Linked DNA regions of Mus musculus: region 2 is linked to region 1. The links are chromatin contacts, called in public HiChIP or PLAC-seq maps. All regions are on one chromosome and are shown on one strand. Each heading gives the region's core, a stretch centred on a gene start, on an enhancer-like site or on the middle of the called end of the contact. The rest is flanking DNA. Distances are from core to core; before and after follow the strand shown. Region 1 holds the start of Hectd4 (HECT domain E3 ubiquitin protein ligase 4). Region 2 overlaps Hectd4 (HECT domain E3 ubiquitin protein ligase 4).

Region 1 (7,133 bases), core at 1,950-4,449:
TGAAATCTTGTCCAATACTCTGTAGCAGTCCCTCTTTCCATTAATTTTTTGAGAACACTATTTATTGGGTGGGTTTGTTTTTTCCCTTTAAAAACCTAACTATAATTTACTGGAAACAAATTGACTATTTCAGGTCAATTTTCATCTCTTTAGATTCTTTGTTCTGACATATAACCTTGCAGAGCACTAAGAAGAAAAGGAACACTGGAACCCAGAGGCAGGAGAACCAGGCCAGCTTACTCACCATAGCTTGACTGGTACACCCACCACAGCAGAACTCCTCCCCGATCCCTTTCTAAAATGAGGAAAACACTTCTATCTTCAAGGTGCATTATCTCCAATATACCTTCTGTGCTTTCAAATTCTGTGACTCCACAATCTTTTGCACTGTGGTTGTCCCTCATAAATTATTCACCTGAGCTCTAGTCTTATTCCTCATAATTTAAAATCATTAATGGAAGAATTCTATAATTATAGACCCTATGAGAATAGCTGCTATTCCTTCAGAGTCTACTGGAGAGATCTGGGAGACAGTCTCTCATAGGAGGGCTAACATCCCAAAAGATACCTTTTAAAATACTGACACATCTCTAATCTTTCTGAATAATGAAAAAGAAACAGTTGCCAGAGGAACCAGAGTGGAGTTAGGAAAAATGGTTCTGTGGAAGAGGTGCTTGCTGTGCAGCATGAGAGGCTGAGTTAAGGGCTAGACAGATAGATGGGCAGTTAAAGGGATCCAATTTAGATTCCCAGCATCCCTGTAAATTAATCCTAAGTATTAAAAAACTATTTAAGGATGAGTGTGGTGTGCACACCTTTACTCCCAACACCTGGGAGTCAGAGACAAGCAGATTTCTATGAATTCCAGGCCAGCCTGGATTTCATAGCATCCGGGCCAGGGTTATTCAGTGAGACCCTGTCTCAAAAAATTAAAGATCTTGAGCAAACTGCACATTTGCTCTGCTCGGCTCTTGCTACATCTGCACAATGGATACAACTGTTGCAACAAGTAACAAGATTTACCTTCTAGAGTTCTTTGAGACTTTAACAAGATAGCATCTGACAGAATGGATACAGTTAAGAATTATTATTAACTAGGTAAGTGTGTGACTAGCAGACTACTTACTTCTCTAGATACTGTAGTCTGTAACTGGAAAAGACTAAAAACAAAACAGCTCTATTCCTGCTGGTCCCAGTGTGTATCACTCACGACCGTTCCTTTTTGAGAAGACTTAATCTACTCGGCCATAGTCTTTCCTTAGCTGTATGTGTCACTCAGGACAGAGACAGTAAACATTTTAGTAATGTTAACTGAATAACTTGGTTTTTAAAAATACCCTCTTCTAATCCGAATACATCAAACGGTCTGGGTTCAAGAAATTTAGGTTAGTCTCTAAGGAACAAAGAGCACCATCCACTTTCCACTTTCCACAGCAGCGCCCATTAAATAAAGAGTCTACCATCATACCATCAGAGCCCTGCAGTTTTCAGGTGGTTAACTCAGACACACCTTGCTTTTTATAGAATAGGCTCAAATAAAACATAAATGTATTATGATTCCACGTTAGGGATTCTCTATCGACTCCCATATTATCGTGGCTAGACTGTAAAATATGCCAATTAAGAGTTCACAGTCGGAAATTCTGAAGCAACCTCAAAGCCAGACACAAACAACAGCGGACCGCATTCGCATCTCGAGCATGTCCCAAAGTCTCGCTGAACGCGATCAGATCCATGCTGCTTCCAGAAACGCACAGCAATGGGATTTTACCCCATGCCTATAAATGCCGGTGGTACTGAATACCAGAGTATATGGAAAACCGCAAAACAAAAGATTCCCAGTGTAGGAGGCCCTCCCGTCTGCGGTGTACCCCAGGGACCCCCCCTCCCTGCGACAATACGAATTTCACCACACTCCACGGGGAAGCGGGGGTCAACAGCCACCTGGCCTGGATGAAAACACCACAGTCCAACATTCCCACTTCTAGGCAAATGCGAAAACTGAGCGCAGTCGGTGGAAAGTTCCCATCCACCATATTCACATTTGGTTTCCTTGGGGTGGATGGGTTTTGCGGGGTGGTGGGGGGGGGGGACGACACCACAACTGCTGAGACTGGCTGCTGCACCTGCCACCGCTCCTAGACTGGGGGGGGGGGGAGGGGGAAAGAGAGAGAGAGACCCCCGAGGCGCGCGCACGCGTACACACACACACACACACACACACACATATACTCGCTCACGCCCGCCCTTGAACCTTCCCAGGCCGCGGTGTAGCATCCCCTTTCTCGCTGTCCAAACCCCCACCCCACCCCACCCCACCCCACCCCACCCCCGGCTGGCCTGACAAAGGCGCGGGTGTCAAGTCAATCCGAGGCACTGCACAGACAGGTTGCAGAATTGCTTATGGTGGAGGAAGGAAGCCCTGGCAGCTGTCACTCCGGGCTCCCTCCAACACACAGGCAGGCGCGCGCGCGTGCACACACACACACACACACACACACACACACACGCATACAAAATCAACACCGAGCTGGGACTGTGATAAAAGAAGCAGAGTCCGTGCGAGCGTTCAAAATACAAAAGGTCTCCGGAGCACAGGCACCTGGGCGCGCCCTCCAAGAGGCTCCCGGTTGCGTGGTGGGGGGAAGGGGAGCAGCCGGGCGGCGGCTGCCGTAGCTCCGGGTCTCCGGGCCGCGCGGCCCGAAGATGCTCTCCGGGATCCCACACACCTGCGGCGGCCTCCCGGGGAACCTCACTCACCTCCAGGTCGGTGTCGGCGGCCTCCGGGGCGCCGAGGATCTCGCTGGGCAGCTCGGCCAGGTCGGTGACCCGGATGAGTCCGTCGTGCAGAAAGATGGTCTCCTCCTTCACCGAGAGCCACTGCGCCGAGTCCGCCGCCGCCGCCGCCGCCGCTGCAGCTGCCGCCGCCGCGGCCGACGAGCCCATGGCTAAGAGAAGGCGCTGCAGAGCCGCCGCCGCCGCCTCAGCAACCCATGGCCGACCGCCGCGCCCGCCGCGCCTGCTGCGCCCGCCTCGCCCGCGCGGCTCCGCCCTAGGCGTTCCGCGCCGCCATCCCCCTCCGCACGCCAACCCCGGCCCGGGAGACCCCCGGCCCCGCCGCCGCCGCCGCCGCCGCCGCCCTGACGAGCAGGATCCGCCTCTGCCGCTCCGCAGCCAACTGTCAGTAAGACGCCATCTTGGGGGCGGGGTTCCCGGCATGCCCCGCGGGGTGGACAATACAGGCTCCTCCCTCCTGTCCGTCTAGCCCCGCCCACAGCCCGGCGAGGCTTTATAACCCAGCTGCAAGGCGCTCAGAGGCATGGCCTCTTGGGCACCCCTGCTTCCCATGCTATCTGAGGAAGTCTAAGGCTCCGGGAGAAGACCACCCTGGTCCCCTTTCCTCCTTACTCCGGTGTGCACCGGTTGCTCAGGCCAGAGCTCATTCTGGAAGGATTATGGAGGGTCAACACTGTTATCTTTTAAATGAGATAGGTTCAGATGTCTTCTCTAAGATCTTGAATAGTTCAGTCTTAGAGGGTTAGCCTAGAATGCCTGAGGTCCTATGTTCCATTTACAGCACTATAAGTAAACAAACCTGGTGGGGGTTGCCAGTTGTTCCAGTACTTGGAAGACAGAAGTGGGAGTACCATTGCAAGTTGCAGGTAGCCTGGTCTACATATCAAGTTTCAGGCCAACCTGGGCTACATAAGATGCTCCAGGCCACCCAGGCCTATGTAGGCTCCGTATCTGAAAAAATACATAAAATTTATAAAATACTAAAGGCTGGTATATAATAGGCTTGGTCATGAGAACTTGGTAAAACTCACAGCAGATGGTTAATATTTACTGGGGAAAAAAAGAGTACAAAGAAGCAACTGACATCTGATGAAAATAAAGTATCTATCAACAATTGCTGTTAGGCTGGAGAAATGATTGACAGGTTGACACTGGTTGCTCTTCCAGAGGGCTGGGGTTCAATTCCCAGCACTCAGAGGGCAGCTCACACCTTTTATAACTTCAGTCCCAAGGGACCTGAGTTTCAGTCCCAAGGGACCTCACATCCTCTTCAGGTCTCCGTCTCCATCATTACACAGATGTGGCACACAGACATACATAAAGGAAACAGTCAAACACATAAAAAAAATTAAAAATTAAAAATTAAAAGTAAACAAAAGCAATGCTTTCCTCCTGGCTCCTGTTTTTTTTGTTTTGTTTTGTTTTGTTTTGTTTTTTCTTTTTTTTTTCCATTTTTTATTAGGTATTTAGCTCATTTACATTTCCAATGCTATACCAATTGTTTTGTTTTTTCAAGACAGGGTTTCTCTGTGTAGTTCTGGCTGTCCTGGAACTCGCTGTGTCTGGAGGTGGAGCTTGAGGTGGTGTTGGGGTCAGCAGTGCTCTGACCTCATCTAGGGATGGACTGAGTGATTCATTCCAAACTTATTTGGCTACTGAGAGGTAATGGCTAACATGGTTGGGTCCTAGTGGGAGATATGGAAGCAGAAGGCTCCTGTCTACTCCCCAGTCCGTTCTCCAACCCCAATCTGGGCTAGCCAGCACAAGGTGAGTGTTTTCCTCCTCCACACCCTCCTATCACCATGGTGTCCTGACCCAGCAGAGGGCTAAAAGCAATAGAGCCAGCCAAGCAGGCTGAACCCTCTCTAATCTGTAAGTCCATCCTCTCAGGAGCTTTGTCACAGCTTAGACACAGCCCCAGCATTAGCTGGCAAGGCGAGGTTCAAGTCTCATTGTCTCCTCAGTGTCACAAAGCCAGGAAACACCAAATCTTAGATTTGAACCCAGGCCTGAGTGATTCCTCTATACCCCTGGCCCCCTTATTTGGGCTGTAGGGGAACCCCTTCATTCCTTTTACTCACACCCGCTAAACAAGCAAACTGTTCAGGTGTCAAACTCTCAACGCCCAGCTTTGGTGGCTCAAAGATTTTGTGTTCATAGTTTAAGATCAGAAATCAAGAGGTCCATAAACTCTCGTCCCCCTCCCCAATCAGTGAAAACAGTCCACGCCCAGGCCTTAATGTCTTTAGACTGAATAATGAATGATTATTTAATAATTGAACAATGGTAATTAATTTGCAGCATACCTTGATGAGGCAGCTGAAGAATTAATATTTATAGAACCCCCTCTGGAAATAAGTCTATTTGGTGGGAATTTTTAAAATGGATTTTATTCCTGTAGTTTGGAGCAAGATAAAAAAAAAATCTCTGATCGAGGGCTGAAGAGATGGCTCAGCAGTTAAGAGCACTGACTGCTCTTCTGAAGGTCCTAAGTTCAAATCCCAGCAACCACATGGTGGCTCACAACCATCTATAATGAGATCTGATGCCCTCTTCTGGTGTGTCTGAAGACAGCTACAGTGTACTTACATATAATAATTAATAAATCTTTTTTTAAAAAATTCTCAGCCGGGCGTGGTGGCGCACGCCTTTAATCCCAGCACTCGGGAGGCAGAGGCAGGCAGATTTCTGAGTTCGAGGCCAGCCTGGTCTACAAAGTGAGTTCCAGGACAGCCAAGGCTACACAGAGAAACCCTGTCTCGAAAAACCAAAAAAAAAAAAATAAAATAATAAAATAAAATAATTCTCTGCTCAAGTCGGGCGGTGGTGGCACACACCTTTAATCTCAACACTTGGGAGGCAGAGGCAGACTGATTTCTGAGTTCGAGGACAGCCAGGACTACACAGAGAAACCCTGTCTTTAACCCCCCCCCCCCCAAAAAATTATCTAAGTGGAGTAGTGATGCCTTTAATCCCAACATGGGGTCAGAAGTAGGTGGATCCGAGTCTATAGAGTGAGTTCCAGATAACCAGGGCTACACAGAGACCCCAGTCTCCTGTGAATTCTAGGCTAGCCTGGTCTACAGAGTAAGTTCCAGGACAGCCCCGGCTACACAGAAATTCTGTCTGGAGAAAACAAAACAAATTTATTGATCTTATTTTACAGGAGTGGGTGTGTTTTCCTCAGGCATATCTATGCATCAGAGAACTCTAAGAAAGCCCTCTACCAATTGAGCTACATCCCCAATGGATGACTTAGGACTTCTTTTTTTTTTTTTTAAGATTTATTTGTTTGTTTGTTTGTTATATGTAAGTACACTGTAGCTGTCCTCAGACACTCCAGAAGAGGGAATCAGATCTCGTTACAGATGGTTGTGAGCCACTATGTGGTTGCTGGGACTTGAACTCCTGGCCTTCAGAAGAGCAGTCGGGTGCTCTTACCCACTGAGCCATCTCACCAGCCCCTTCTTTTTTTTTTTTTTTTTTTAATTGTGCCCTTCCTCCTTCTTTCTAATTTTTTATTCATTTTATTATAACGTGTGCACCACATGTGTGCCTGGTGGCCTCAGAGTGAAGAAGGCATTGGATTCCCTAGAACTGAAGCAACAGGCTCTGAGACTGAACGCCAGCCCTCTGTGAGAACAAAGGCTCTCAACTGCTGAGCCATCACTCCCGCTCTCTTGTGCTTTCTTTCTCTCTCTCTCTCTCTCTTTTTGTTTTGTTTTTTTTGTTGTTGTTGTTGTTTTGTTGTGTTTTCCAAGACAGGGTTTCTCTGTGTAGCCCTGACTGTCCTGGACCAAGCTGGCCTCGAACTCAGAAATCCACCTGCCTCTGCCTCCCAAATGCTGGGATTAAAGGCGTGCGCCACCACTGCCCGGCTGCCATCTCTCTTTCTTGACAAAGGCTCATAGCCCAAGCTGGCCTCTAACTTGCTCTGTAGCCATGAATGACTTTAAACTTCTTGATCCTTCTACCACCACCTCCAGTCCTGGGATTACAGGTGGATACACACATCCAGCTGGAATTATCCTCTGTACCTTATTTATTTGTTTGTTTCTTTGTTTGTTTGTTTTGGGGGGTTGGAGAACAAAGAATCAAGATGGGGAAAGGGGCCATGCTGTCCCGGCAGCCCCTTGTCAAGAGCTCAGAGGAAGAGGGTACAAGCGGGAAGACACCTGTCCGTCACCCACCCGTGTGGGAGCGGTAACTCCCCAAGACAGACGGGGTGAGCTTATCAATGGACGTCTAGCGCTCCAGCTGCTGGTGCAATGCTGCTGGCCTTGGCTCAGGCTAGGGCCCCTCGGGGATTTTGCAATATCTTGCCCGTCTGTTGGCAT
Region 2 (7,133 bases), core at 2,527-5,026, 120 kb before region 1:
GGAGGGTCTCACTCCTCTCTACCCATCACCCCGACTCCACCGTCACCAAATTGCTGGCTTTGCTTGAGCACACACTCATCTGTACCTCTAGCCATTCAGCCCCACATTATGTCCTGATTCATCTGAACAGCCATCAGTGAAGTTACCCCTAAACCATCAACAGGCCAGCTCTGGATTAAAGTTTAATGTTTACTTCAAATATTCTGGAAGTAAGTTTGTACATGATAAGTTGGCCATTTCTGAGTTCAGTGTGCTTGAAGTCTGTCAGCAGCTCTGTGGCTGTCGTGCTCCATCTGGGCACTCCTCACATCCATGTTGCTCTTCAGTGTCAAGTTATGACAGACAGGGTATCATGCTTTTAAACAGGGTCTCACTACGTAATTCTGGCTAGCCAGAATGAATTCACCATGTAGACCAGGTTGGCCTCAGATTCAGAGATATCTGCCTGTCTTTCCCTCCATGCCTGGCAAACATTTAACAATTTAAGTCATGACAATATTATTCTTTGTTTCATAGGTGACTGCCACTGTGTGTGTGTGTATGTGTGTGTGTGTATGTGTGTATGTTTTCAGTATAGCAGTGAAACCTGGCAGAGCACAGACTTGGACTTAGGACTGTGTGTGACACCTGTTCCCAAGCCCATCTTCAGCGGCAGTGCTCTGACAGGCCTTAGCTGTGGGGTGATGGGTAGCCCACTGCCCACCCCCCCATCCACCCCTCTACACTTGTTCCAAGAAAGAGCACCTCACCCAGCAGTTCCACCACGTGCAGGAGGACGGAGGCAGGGATGCTGTCAGGCTCATCCTCTGACTTCCCATCACTGTCCTCTGATTTCCAGGACAGCAGCTGCTCGGCAAAGGCCATCGCCAGCGGGAACTCCAGGGGCAGAGAATGCAAGACCAGCACTGCTCCAGGTGGTGGGGACACTCCTAAGAGAAGGGCCCAGGAAAAAACAGGTGATTGGCTGCATCTGACTCAAGTACATCGGAGAAAGCACCTGCTACCCAGGGTCTCCAGGTAGACGCATCTGCGGGTGTGGCAGCCAGAAGCCAGCCCTGTACTACACATGCTCTTGTGGAACACAAGGGCAGCTAATGGGCAGCTGGGCATGGTTGCTTCCATCTGTGCCCTAGCCCCTGCAAGGCCGAGGTAGGAAGAGTGTGCATTTGGAACCAGTCTGGGCTCCAGAGCAAAATAAATAAGGAAGCAGTAAGTGAGGCAAGGAAAGCTACCCAGTGCTTTGAGACCCACAGCTACAGGCGGCGGCGCACACCTTCAATCTGAGGACACGGAGGCAGAGGCAGGTGGATCTCTGCCAGGCTGAGGCCAACCTGGTCTACACAGTGAGTTCCCAGATAACCAGGGCTACATAGAGACAAAAAAGAGGAAGCAAAGAAAATTGAGAGAAAACACTGACGTTAAGTGGTGACAAGATCATAAGGAAGTATCCCTTCATCCCCTGACGGCATGTGACTCAAGGGCCAGGCTGGAGACCCATACCAGACAGGTAGATACACTGAGGGAGAGCGGAAGTCTGGACTTAAGATTTCTCTCCTTTCAGCTGGCTTTGATGAGGACCCAAAAGCCCGGAGGCCAGAGAGAAGAGAAGAGCAGCAGATGCTCACAGGACTCGTCGTCGTCAGAGGCCAGAGGATTTATAACAAAAGCTCCAGGACCATTTAATAACTGGGATTGCTGGCGCCTGTGAGGGCTTGAGGGATGAGCCTGCTGCCCTGTGCAGGTGGCTCAGGTAGAAGGCCATCCCTCTGTGCCTGGCAGCCTCCGCTAGGCCTGTAATCTGATGTCTCAAACACACTGTTCCTACTGTTTCTTTCTTCACTCAGCCACTGGGCCTGGGAGCCCCCAAAAGCAGGTCAGCAGAGCACTGCTGCCTGCCACACATCAGTGTGAGCTGAGAGACACTCACCTAGTTTGATGTGGACTTTGTCTGTGGAAAGAACCACAGAAGGGTACTGGTCAGCTGTGGGTGGAGGGGCGAGCCCAGTGTTGGCTGGGGAGGCGTCTCGAGGGTAGCAGGCAGCCTCAATGAGGTTCAGCTGGCCGGTACGCTTCACTTTGTGGCCAAGCCCATAGACGAGCACGCGTGCCCACGGAGCCTTGTACAAAGAGGAGCTGAGAGGAAGTGGGGGTTAAGACAGACTTGACCAGGCCATGCACTGGGCATAAGTCATCGGCACCACCTTTAGAAGGCTGTTCTCTCTAGCCTAATTCCCCACACAAGCAGATACAGGAAGGAAGTTAGCTATAATGGTAGTGTGCAACTGAGGGCAAAGCCAGCTGGAGACCCGTTCCTGAGCAGTGCTGCTGGAACGCACCCACTCAGCCTTTCTCTCCCCAGCACCATCTTCTGCAGAAAGGATAACTTACTCTTTGCGGAATCCAGACTGACTTTCTTTGCAAGACACAACAACAAAAGCTGCTCCAGGGAAATTCACATCCATACTGACTTTGGACTCAGACACTGGGAATTCCTCGGAGGGGAACTGCTCTGGTGCTGTCTGAAAGGACACACACAATGAGCAAGTGTGGCCCCTGACCGACCGACACAGGGCACACTTCATCATCTGGCCTTATCCAGGACACAAGCTGTAACCCATGCAAGACGCTGGCAGGTTCTGGGGAGAAGGCTGCCTGGAGAGGAAAAGCTCCAGCAGAAGCTGCCCAGGGGTGGAGCGTGACAGAGCACTGCTTATTCAGTGGTGTCCAGAGCTGGGGCCGTGAGCTCAGGCCTGTACCTGCAGGAAGGCGCAGATCTGCTTTGTCAGCTCCAGGAGGCTGTCCTCGCCTTGGTGCAGGGTGCGGGTGATGGCCACGCTGAGCCACTCCCTCAGTGTCTGCGAGCTGCCCTGGTAGAAGAGGTCGGTGGCAGAGCAGCTCTGGGAGTGGATGCAGTGCTGCAGAGACTGTGCCAGGAGGATGGAGCTGGAGCTGATGGTGCCATCTGTGGACAGGAAAGGGAAGGGACAATAGTACAACCGCAGCAGCCAGTCACTGAGGGAGGGATCCCCAAGAAAGAAATGGGAGACAGAGCGGCCTGGGCCATCAGGGTACCGGGAGGGAGTCGCAGGCACTGGCCTTGAAACCTGTGCTTTCTTTCTAGCAGTAACACAGTGCTTCAAATATGTATGCACAACATGTTCATGTATGCACGTGTGTGCATGGCTGTGGAAGCCAGAGGCTGGTGTTGGGTATCTTCTTTAGTAGCTCTTCATCGTAATTTTTTTGAGACAGGGTCCCTCACTGGACTGGACTAACATGGCTAGTCAGTGAGCCGCAGGCGCCCACTTATCTCGGTCTCCCTCACACTGACGTGACAGACGCACACCACGGTGCCCAGCTTCTTATGTGGGAGCTGGTGACTAGAACTTAGGGTTCTACCCTTGTAGCCATCTTCCCTGCTAAGTTTCTTAGAGACCGATGTGGGACGGACTATCCAGCTGCTCTGGGACAGCCTGGGCTCTACTAAGGTATGCTGAGGATGCATTCTGTGTGATAATGCTCAACCTTGGCGCTCTTATCCTTGAGCAGTGTCTTACCTGGGAGGGGAGGAGCAAGGAGCTGATTGGACAGGAGCTGCAGGTGCTCTAACGTGATGTCTCGGATGGCAGGGATGTGGAAGAGCCGAGTGAATAGATGAGGTAGCTTGGGGGCAAAGATGTTAAGCAGGGCCATGCGACAGTACAGTCGGGCCAGTGCAGCCTCACATCGCAGCAGCTCTCTGAGAGAAAGGAAAAAGGCGACATCCTGAGTGTGTCTGGCCCTCACACCTGAGCAGAGCTCTTGGGGCGGGTGGGATCAACAACAGGGAGGATGATGTCACTACATCGCAGGCTTCTCTTCTGGCCCTATAATCTGTGTTTCAAGTAACTCAATTGAGTTTTAAATAAAAGCCACAATAGTTTTCTCTAGGTTATTTTTTTCCACCCCAATTTAAAAAACACCCTAGAAAAAGAAATGAAAATATCCATCTGCACAAAAGTTTAGCATAAATTCCTAGCAACAGTGTTTATAAGAGCCATATAGAGCGACAGCTCCACACGACTGACTGATAAAGCAAGGTAACAGCGTGAGAGAAGCACACAGATCCCCGACGCAGAAGTGAGGCCAGTGCGCAGAGAACAGGAAGAGCCAAGGAGGGAAGCAGCCTCAGAGGCTCACAGGGTGCTGAGAGTGAGGCACAGACAGGTCTTAAGCCTGTAATTTGAGAGGCCACAGGAAGCTCTGACTAGAGGAGCAAGCTTTGACTCAGCCCTGACCCCACCCTTTCAAAGTGCTCGAGAGCATCTGCTGCCTCCGCAGTGGTGGTTCTCCACCTTCCTGATGCTGCTCCTTTAATGCAGCTCCTCACGCTGAGGTGATCCCAACCAATAAATCATTTTGTTGCTACTTCATAACCGTAATGCTGCTCCTGTTATGACTTGTAATGTAAATATCTCATACGCAGGATATCTGATACGCAGCCCCTGTTAAAGTCATTCAACCCACAAAGGGGTCATGACCCCAAAATTGAGAACCTCTGGTCTAGAAGGATGTGGAGGGCTGAGAGGTCACAGTTCACAGCCGAGGAAGAGATGGCTCATGTGGAGCCTGCAGACTGAGAGGACCAGAGAAGGAAGGTTTTGGATGAGATCTATCTTACACCTCAGGCCACATTTGGGTTATCTGAACCCTTCCTCAGCCTCACACAGCCTTGGTCCAGCAGGGGAGCTCAGAGCTCTACCTCATGCTGTCTCCAAGGTACTGGCTCTGATTTGGTGTGCACACACACCCGCACTGTCACTTGACCCTGTGGATGTGCCAGTACTGTGCATGCTGGTCTTCCTTCCTGTCCTGTGGTCTGCTTAAGTGTTTTCCACTGTGGCCTGGTTTTTGTTTTCTGTTTTTTGTTGTTGATTTCTGTTTTTTTGTTTTGTTTTGTTTTTGAGATAGGTTATCAGTATGGTTGTCCTGGAATTCCCTCTGTAGACTAGACTAGCCTGGAACTCACAGAGATTTGCCTGCCTCTTCCTCCTGAGTGCTGGGATTAAGTGCTTCACTACACCTGGCCGAGGCCTGTTTGGATCTGATGACCCAGCTTCAGACAACTCCACAGAATAATGTACTATTCCAGTGGAACTGCCAGACAGAGCCAAGCTGGGCATGGTGGCTTGCTGTGGTAATCTTAGCACTTGGGGACAGTGACAGTGACAAGAGGCTTGGCTATGAGGGTTTGAAGCCAGCCAGGATTATATACTCTTAGGAGAGGGGAGGGGGAGCTAGAGACATACTAGGCTCAGTTCCACACTGATGCTCTGGAGAGAAATTAGTGTGCTGTCCTTGACTGCATTTTAGTTAGGGTTCGATGTGTCAAATTCGAGTGACCCTTGAGCTATAGGCACACTCGGGTGTGGAGAGGAGGAACTGTGACGCTAAGGGACAGGGAGCGTGAAAGTGATCTGCAGAGACCTTTAGCAGAGAATGCACTTGTTTCTCTGCCTTCTTCTCAACTACAGCAGGGATTTCCAGGAGGGAAGGAACGAGTCATGCAGGAATTTTTATGTATGATTCACTTTTAATAAACACAACCCTTGGTTGGCCTCCAACTCACAAAGATTCTCCTGCCTCTGTCTGTTGAGTCTTAGGGGCATTATTTAGTAGTGTGTGGCAGGGAATGGTGACTGTCATCACTAAGTTTTTATCTGTAGAGGGCAGGCATGTCTCCACTGCAGCCCTGTCCCATCCAGAATCGTGTATGGTACCATATACACAGCCAGTGTTGAGGCTACACTTGGTCACCAAGAAAGAGACAGCTGGTTGTTTTCCCCCATGGCTGAACTGGATGTGTCATCTGGTCCCTCCTGACTTCTTTCTTCTTCCTGGCTTTCTCTCTCTAGTGGGCTCCGTCCCAAGTATACAACAGAGTGCATGGGACACAAGCCATGTCTCTCCTGCCAACTCTTAGCTTTGAAGGAAAAGTCTTCTAGTTGTGCATCTATTCCCTCAAAGAAAGAAAGGCTCCATCTTACCTGTGAATTTGAAGGTTGGTATTGTCCAGTGTGACCAGGCCATTGGTGGCAGTCCTCCGGTAGCCTGCAGGGGGCCTTTCTAGCATATCAATGGGGTACCAGTACCGCACCAACACCCCTTCACTCCGCAGGTATGTCTCCACCTGCACCAATTCATTCACCTGCAGGAAGAAGTGTGCATTCAACCTGCTGTCCTGAGACCTGATTTCGTTTTTCAAGCTCATGCAAAGATATATAGATATTAAATCTCCAGATATTATGTTATACTTTGTATCTAGTTGCTATTTTATAAACAAAATTAATGAGCCCAAAGAGAATTTACAGTACACATATTTATTTAATCTCCCTACCACCAAAGTATTGTTTGTAAGCCATGGTCTCATTGTGTACCCCTTGCAGGCCTGGAACTCAAGATTCTCCCTCTTTCCCCCTCTATGTGTATGTGTGTGTATGCACACTGAGAGCAGATAACCTTGGAGGTCAGAAGAGGCTGTTGGGGCCCTTGGAGCTGCGATTGCAGTAGGTGTTGAGCTGCCAAACATCGATGCTGGTAAGCAAACTCAGGTCCTCTGCTTGAGCAGTGCAGGCCCTTAACTGCTGAGTCATCTCTGAAGGTTCAATTTGTTGGGGTTGTGTGTGTGTGTGTGTGTGTGTATGTGTGTGTGTGTGTGTGTTAAGATCAAACCCAGGGCCATGGACACGTGGTATCTACTCTACTATTGAGCCTCACGCACAATTCCTTTGGGTCTTGCTGCATAGCTTAGGCTGGTCTGGAACACTCAATTCCCCTCCCTCTGCCTCCTGACTACTGAGATTATTGGTGTACACTACTACAACTTCTTTTGTGTTTTGGTGTGTGCATATGTGTGGTGTGTGAGGGAGCATATGCTCATGTGTACATACGTGTGTAGAGGCTGGTGTTTTTAAGGTAGTTGCTTTCTACCTCACTTTTTTGAGACAACCCCTTAACTGAACTCCGAGCTCCCCCTTTGGCTGCTGTGGCTGGCTGGCTGGCAAGCCCTGGGAATTGCCCTGTCTCAGACCCTCCTCCCAGCCCTGGGTCATGGATACACTGCTGGCTCTCAACTCAGGTCCCAGTGCTGGAGC

What was found. HiChIP or PLAC-seq counts read pairs in DNA pulled down with a chosen protein or histone mark.
Region 2: a contact with region 1 is called in an H3K4me3 HiChIP or PLAC-seq map of bone marrow-derived macrophages, with 2.8 times the contacts expected there. The contact joins the enhancer-like site here to the promoter of Hectd4 in region 1. A contact is called at or near these places in 2 of 39 promoter capture datasets (embryonic stem cells and neural stem cells), 9 of 484 Hi-C or Micro-C datasets (adipose-derived mesenchymal stem cells, bone marrow-derived dendritic cells, bone marrow-derived macrophages and 3 more), 19 of 115 datasets of contacts at active chromatin or transcription factors (the 230-238 cell line, acute myeloid leukemia, bone marrow-derived dendritic cells and 11 more) and 2 of 9 other capture datasets (adipose tissue and embryonic stem cells).

The regions. Positions count from the first base shown.
Region 1 is chr5:121,216,285-121,223,417 of GRCm38.p6, reverse strand. Hectd4 (HECT domain E3 ubiquitin protein ligase 4) reads right to left here and starts at 3,199. Exons shown (of 76, transcript NM_181421.4): 1 at 2,761-3,199. The coding sequence starts at 2,946.
Region 2 is chr5:121,338,479-121,345,611 of GRCm38.p6, reverse strand. Hectd4 (HECT domain E3 ubiquitin protein ligase 4) reads right to left here. Exons shown (of 76, transcript NM_181421.4): 55 at 6,027-6,187; 56 at 3,558-3,739; 57 at 2,757-2,962; 58 at 2,389-2,519; 59 at 1,928-2,133; 60 at 750-929. Among named protein-coding and RNA genes, the nearest start is that of Gm24671, 15 kb to the left of the region's middle. Within about 2 kb of position 3,776, at least 105 of the 459 cell types and tissues checked have an H3K27ac peak or open chromatin away from gene starts, as enhancers often do. A contact at or near this core is called in acute myeloid leukemia, bone marrow-derived macrophages, double positive thymocytes and 2 more, where this site is marked.